Linked DNA regions of Muntiacus reevesi: region 1 is linked to region 2. A link is a contact called in public Hi-C data. All regions are on one chromosome and are shown on one strand. The core of a region is the stretch at or near the end of the contact, and the rest is flanking DNA. Distances in the headings are between cores, read along the strand shown. Region 1 holds the start of ZNF174 (zinc finger protein 174). Region 2 holds the start of ZNF200 (zinc finger protein 200).

Evidence for each region. A called contact is a pair of places that touch in the nucleus more often than the background predicts.
Region 1: a Hi-C map of muscle shows a contact between it and region 2, with 4 times the contacts expected there. The contact joins the promoter of ZNF174 here to the promoter of ZNF200 in region 2. A contact is called at or near these places in 2 of 3 Hi-C or Micro-C datasets (blood and muscle).

What each region holds. Positions count from the first base shown.
Region 1 is chr2:182,159,529-182,162,749 of mMunRee1.1, forward strand. It overlaps ZNF174 (zinc finger protein 174), which reads left to right and starts at 1,526. Exons shown (of 5, transcript XM_065924183.1): 1 at 1,526-1,630; 2 at 2,101-2,774. The coding sequence starts at 2,367.
Region 2 is chr2:182,005,136-182,008,689 of mMunRee1.1, forward strand. ZNF200 (zinc finger protein 200) reads right to left here and starts at 1,563. Exons shown (of 5, transcript XM_065924188.1): 1 at 1,179-1,563; 2 at 4-330. The coding sequence starts at 250. LOC136160480 (a long non-coding RNA gene) reads left to right here and starts at 1,751. Exons shown (of 3, transcript XR_010661625.1): 1 at 1,751-1,820.

The DNA.
Region 1 (3,221 bases), core at 276-2,775, 150 kb after region 2:
ATAGATGGGGAGACTCAGACTCATAGTTGAAAAAGGCTCAACTTTGAAGCAAGGCTGAGAAGAATGGAAACAAAACAAAACAAAACATAAAATCATCCCCTATTCCTTCACTCTAGTTCTTACTGTTTATTTCTGTCCTTTCTTTTACTCCTTCTCCAATCCAAGGAGCCAAAGCACCAAAAATATCAAAAAGCATAATTTTTCTCGCTAGCCTGATTTCTGTGGGTGAATTCCCCAAACGGTTCCTCACAGGGTCATCCATCTGTCCCTACTCATGCTCCCCACGTGCCTGTGGCTTGTCCCTGTCCTGCCTACCCTCAGAAGCTTGGATCCAGCTTCCCAATTCCTCCTTTTCTTAGGAGGGAAAAGTATCAACCTCATTAATATCACACCCTCCTCCCACCACCACCACCACCACACACACACACAGTGTGGATAAGAAATGCATTTATTTCCCAGCATTCCTTCTCCACTTCTGACAGAAGCATCTTCTCCCTTTGTGAAAAAGTCCCTTTCTATTCCATTGTCTCTGGTGGGGCTATTCATTACAGTACCTTTCCTCCAACCCCAGGAGTGGGCAACTCACATAGGCTGGGCCTGTCAGAATTCTCTGGGATTTTACATACAGCTGAGGTGAGAAAAGTTCCAAATTTCCTGGAAATTGCTAAACTGGGAGGATGTAAGACAGAAGTTTTTTGCAATTAGGTGCCGTTTTCCATTCCACTCCTCCTCCAAAGGCCCGAGTCCGTTTATAGGAGTAAAAAACGGATTCAGGTTGCCTTTCTTCCAAAGCACTGTACTGTGAGCAGTGCTTTTTAACGAAGGAGCATCACAGAGCATAGTTTCTCAGCAGCAAGGCAAAGACTAGAAACTACACTCCTTGCCTTACACCTTTCCATACACCCCACACCTTCTCTCGATGAAGAATAATTCAATGAATGCTACCCTAGTTCCATGCAGAAGGCGGAGCCTGCACTCTAATTGATTCCTAATATCCCATTCATAGTTCATTTAAAAATACTCCTGTCTCAAAAATGTGTACGCTCAGCGGAAAGTAGAACGAGGATGGGGAGTCGGGCCGATTAACTTTTCACTCGTCATCCAGGATGCCCCGGGCTAGGGTTAGGATCTGCGGCTGAAGACTAGGAAACAAGTCCGCGGATTGCCGCTGTACTAGCGGGGGCGAGATGGGCAGGGTCACTGGCCGGAGGGAGTCTGCGCTCGGGCACAGGGATCGGGACAGTCCTGGCCCAACCGCCTCTGCGACGACTGCCAGCGAAGACCCCCGGGCCGCAAGGAAGCTGAGCGCTCAAAGGTAGGCGCACGCGCGACTCCAGACTCGCTCAGCCTCGGCGCCGGAAGTCGGCGCCCAGAGCGCGGGCTCGAATCGGTCCACTGCGCTTGCTCGCGAATCGTGCAAACGGACTGCAACTCCCGGCTTGCACTGCGACAGCGGCCAGCATCGGTAGACTCAGAAGCCAATAGGAGAGCTAGGACGCTTCCGAGGAGCCAACCCCTCTGCGGAGGAGGCGGGCCCTCCCGTGACAGAATTCCACGGCAGCTCTTGGGAGTGTCCGCGACAAGAGGCTTCTGCCCCGCCCCCAGCCGTGGCTCCGGGGTCCCCAGAGAGGTGAGTCGCGTGCAGGTGGGCGCGGGTTGCAGGGCTGTCGATCGCGCTGTCGTCGCAGGCGCCACCCCCAGTTCGCATCGGCCACGTAATCGAGCCGCGCGCCAGAGTGCTGCAGCTTCGTGGAGCTCGGGCCAGCTGGGGCGCGAAGCCCGGCGTCCTCAGAGGCCGGAGCGGCTGGGCCTCGGTACCTCGGGGGCGAGCAACCGGCGCGCCACCGTGTACCTTGCTCGCCCGCAGGAGGTTTCCGCTAACTCCCAACCCTCGGCGTGCGCCGGGGCTTGCCTGGGCTCGCCCTGTAGCGCGGCGAGATGCTGGAGGTCGGCCTGAGGAGGATGCGAGAGAGCTGGTGTAGGCTACCTGGATGACAGTCTCAACTTTTCCCAGGAATTCCTGCCAGCCCATTCCTGCCAGCGCATTTCCCCTGAGACCTGTTGTGCTTGACGCTAAAATGAAAGCACTATTTTCCCCAGTTTCCTTTTAGGACATTATGACTTTTCGCCTTTGCAAGACAGTTCAAGACGCTGGCAGGAAAACAAAAAACTTCCCACTCCAAGGGACTGTGTTGTCGTCAGGAGTTTGGGATCAAGGCCAGCGAACGAGGAGCCTCTGTCTGCATCCTTTCCTTTCCAACATCCTCAGAGGACCTTCGTTTCTAGCATCTTTCTAGTATTCGGGCCATGGTCCCGAAGGCTTGACCTGTTTACCAGGAGAGAGAAGCTGGCTCCTGAGCCCAAAAATGGCGGCTAAGATGGAGATAACTTTGAGCTCGCAGTCCCATATTCAGGCTTCCTCCAAGCAGGAGAGACATATAATAGCAAAGCTAGAAGAAAAACGGGAGCCCCCTCTGCAAAAAGACTGGCCCGATCCTGAGCTCTCCCGCCAGAGTTTTAGACGGTTTTGTTATCAAGAGGCATCTGGACCCCAGGAGGCACTCTCCCACCTCCGGCAGCTGTGCCGTCAGTGGCTGCAGCCCGAGGTGCACACCAAAGAGCAGATTTTGGAGCTGTTGGTGCTGGAGCAGTTCCTGAACATCCTGCCCGCAGAGATCCAGGCTCGGGCCAGGCATCGATGTCCAGTGAGCAGCAAGGAGATCGTGACCCTTGTGGAAGATTTTCATCGAGCAGCCAAGGGACCAAAGCAGTGGGTAAGGAGGGTACTTTGTTGTCGTCCCCAGGATTTCTCTTTCATCTGGTTCGTGTTTGGTCTCTGGACCCCTCCCTAGAGAGAGGAGTCCAGAATTTCAAACGTTGCTTCTGGCCTCTGTTTGGAACCCTACTCCCCTCACCCCTGCTGGGGAGGGGAGGTGTAACAAATTTTCAGAAAACAGCAGCCACAGGCACTCCAGTGAGAAAGTAGAGCTCTTGAATCTTTGCTGACAGATCTCCCCCCACCCATCCCTCTTTCCTACAATCAAGATTCTTGGTAGACAAGAGGAATTTGATTTGGGGGGCATTTTATTAGCTCTTGTCCCAGCATATTGCCTTTGACTCAGGGAACTCCAGCTCAATTGACCAGTATTCCTTCCAACTCCCACCCTCAAGTTAGATCCCAGTAGGGGTCTAGGGAGGAAGCAGTTAAGGAACAGGGTTAG
Region 2 (3,554 bases), core at 313-2,812:
TACCTCTATTCTGAAGGTCTGAACTCACATCCTTCACAATAACCAAGGTCTCCTTGATTTTCTGACTGGGTTGGACTACGCTTGGTTTGGGCAAGAAGGTGAGGAAGTGCTCCAGAACCAGTTGGTGGATGGTCTTGGGTCCACTAGTAGCATCTCGAAGTAGGTCTTGGCCCAGCTTGGAGTTGGGAGGGACTCTGAGTATAAAGGACCGTTTTGGCTTGGGGGGCATAGGGACCACTTTTGTAGCCATCGTGCCTTGAAATAACACACCACACTTGTTTCTGCAGAGATTCAAGAGCCACCTCTTACTGGAGAAAACCTGTCAGTCAGCTGTAGATGAGAGAAACCATGGGTCAGGCTGAGCATGCCTCTACTCCAATATGTTTCTTGGGCAGTGAGGCCACATGAAATCTAAATCAGTAAGGAAAGATAAGCTGGGGTAGGGAACTCACAACTGAAAAGAAGACCCCTTAACCTGATACTCTCAGTAAGACCCGAAAGGAATATCCTGCGAATGGAGGAAGTAGATGACCAAACCTCAAGGGCCAAACAGAAGGGAGCAAAGACAACCGGCAGAAGGCCAAAGGTCGTCCTCACGATAATGTGAAGCGCAAACTCCATTAGGAAAAGTGGTTCCACTCACGCTGGGGAAAAAAAAAAAAAAGCAACGGGCCAAAAGACAGGAAATCCGAGGTTCAATAACGAGGGCATCTGGTTAGAGGTCAGCTTGGCCACTGAATCTGGCCTCACCGCAGCCCTTGGACAGCCCTAGGATGTCCTTCAGGGGGCAGTTGGCCCAAGGAGCAACCGCAATGCCGCATGAGGGGTCTACATGTGGCCAGCCACTCTTTTCCGCCCTCAAAGTCTTGTAAGAGGGACAGGGGGCCTCTAAATGAAATCCCAGTAGGGATTTAAATTTTAAAATTTTAAAATTTAATTTAAAAAATTTTTTTAATTTAAATTTAAATTAAAAAGATTTAAATCCTTACTGATTTAAATTTCATCCCAGTAGGGCCTACTGGGCCAGGCCCACTCTGCAGCCTCTCCCACTGGCCAAGGAGCACCTTCACCGCAAAGCCCAGCTGGCGGCATTGGCTGGGGTGCGCTCCAGCAATGGCCCCTGTTTCGCTCCCTTGAGGCCGCCTCAGTCTGGTTCCCGCCCTCCCGGAGCCCCTCACCTTCTGGGGTTCTGCTGTGCCTGGGCGCACGCTGGGGACAACCCCGGACCCAGACTCAGGGAGAGACTGGGAAACTAGGCGTGAGAGGCCCAGTCCAACCCTCGCCCTTCGGGGTGTCCTCACTGGCAGCCAGCTATTATTTGTGTGAGCTGCGGTTAGTTGGGGAGGACGACCGGGACGCGGTGCCTTCTGGGAGACCGGGTGCCTAAGCGGCCGTGATGTCACGCCCGGTGCCTCGTTTCCGGTGCGGAAGCCTGGTCTCCTCGCTTGGAGCGGGCAGTCTGCGCTTCAGAAGGCGAGGTTCGAGGCCGACCAGCAGGACTTTCAGGACCGCAGGGAGGCTAGGTTGGCAGCATCCGCTTTCTCTGAGGCTGTACCTGGGAGACGGAAAGCTAAAGGCTAGCTCCAGCCCGCCAAACCTGGTTGGCACCACTCCAAGTACGGAAGGGCTAACTACAGGGGATGCTGGGAAGTGTAGTTCGGCGCCACACAGCCAATGGGAGATCGTCAGACTCGGCGGTTGGGGCGGAGCAGGATCAGGGCTCGACCGGAAGCGGGCTGTCGGGAGGACCGGAAGGTCTATGCTAGGCCGCCGCAGTTTCCGCCGCAGCACCTGGGGTCTATCAAAAAACTGAGGTGGCGGTGAGTTGGTAGTGGGTTCTGGCCTCTGTCGGGTCTAGGGTTCTGTTACAGCCGTCTCTTTCGGTAGGGGCGACCCGTTGGTCAGAGCCGGGCGACGCTCCCCTCCCCTGTATGCCAACTCCTACACTGCGGTCTGGACCGGCCATCTTACTTCCTGAGAAATCCTAATTGTCCATTCCGCTTCCGTTCTCCGTTTATTCTTTCTGCCTAGTTCACATACTCGGTTCATTCTCCAGGGAGGTATTAGTCAAGATTTTGGGCCACACAAGAGCAGAGATTGCCTTATTTCTCTGTATAAAGTCATTGTCAGTCAGGATGACTAAAGTGAAAATATAAAGGAATCCCATTTCTTAACGGAAACTGGGTGATTCAGCCATGGTCTAAAATGTGTTATGAAGAGACTACTGTCAAAACTGTGTGGCAAGAAAAGAAAGAAAAAACACAAACAAAAAACTGTATAGCAATAAGTTAAAGAATACCTGTCTTTCCAGACATAAATATTAGGAAACAAAAACAAAAACCTTCAATCAAAGCTGTGTAGTTTGAACTACGAGTGAATAAATAGAACAATAAATGCTAAAATTGATCTGAATATATGTCGACTTGTATGAAAGGGTGGCTTTTAAGCTTGGTACTAGCAATAGTTGCCTGTTCTTCCTGGAAAAAGGAAGACGCCTATCTTTACATACCCCCAAATTGGGATTTAATAGCCAATGAAAGAATATTTACGAGAATGCTAAGTTTAATATTGAGGCAGAGTAGGAAACCGAGGTGCCTTAGAGTAGAATATAAACTTGTGAGAATGTATTAAAAAAGGAAATTTTAGAAAATAATATTGATAAAGTCAAACAAGTGGTAGACTGGAATGTAATTGTGCAAGATAAGTCAAGTAAAGAATAGGCATTCCCAGCATACAGAGTTCCTGCCAACTGACTGAAGCAAAGGCCATGGAACCATTCCATAGAGGAGGATATTGACATTTGAAAAGATGTTTAGTGGGAATTCCCTGGCAGTCCATTGGTTTGGTTCCTGGTCGGGGAACTGAGACATTGCATGCATGACAGTGTGGTGAAAGAAAAAAAGAAAAGATGGTTAGCCACAGTTTGGCAGTCTTTCAAAATAGAATTATTATCAGTTCAGTTCAGTTGCTCAGTCATTTCCGACTCCCAAGCCCCATGGACTGCAGAACGCCAGGCCTCCCTGTCCATCATCAACTCCCAGAGCTTGCTCAAACTCTTGTCCATCCAGTCCATAATGTCATCCAACCATCTTAGCCTCTGTTATCCCCTTCTCCTCCTGCCCTCAATCTTTCCCAGCATCAGGATCTCTTTCATGAGTCAGTTTTTTTCATCAGGTGACCAAATTATTGGAGATTCATCGTCAGCATCAGTCCTTCCAGTGAATATTCAGTGCTGATTTCCTTTAGGATTGACTGGTTTGATCTCCTTGCAGTCCAAGGGACTCTCAAGAGTCTTCTCCAACACCATAGTTCAAAAGCATCAAGAATTACTATAGGATCAAATAATTCCATTCCTATGTATAAACCCAAGAGAAACGAAAACCTATACACAAATAGCATTGTTCATACTGGCTGAAAAGTAGAAACAACCCACTTGTCTGCGGAACAGATTAACAAGATGTATATCCATATAATCAGTTATTTAACAATAAAAGAGGAACAAAGCAGTGATACATGCAGCAACATGGATGAACTTTTGACACACTGTGCTGAGC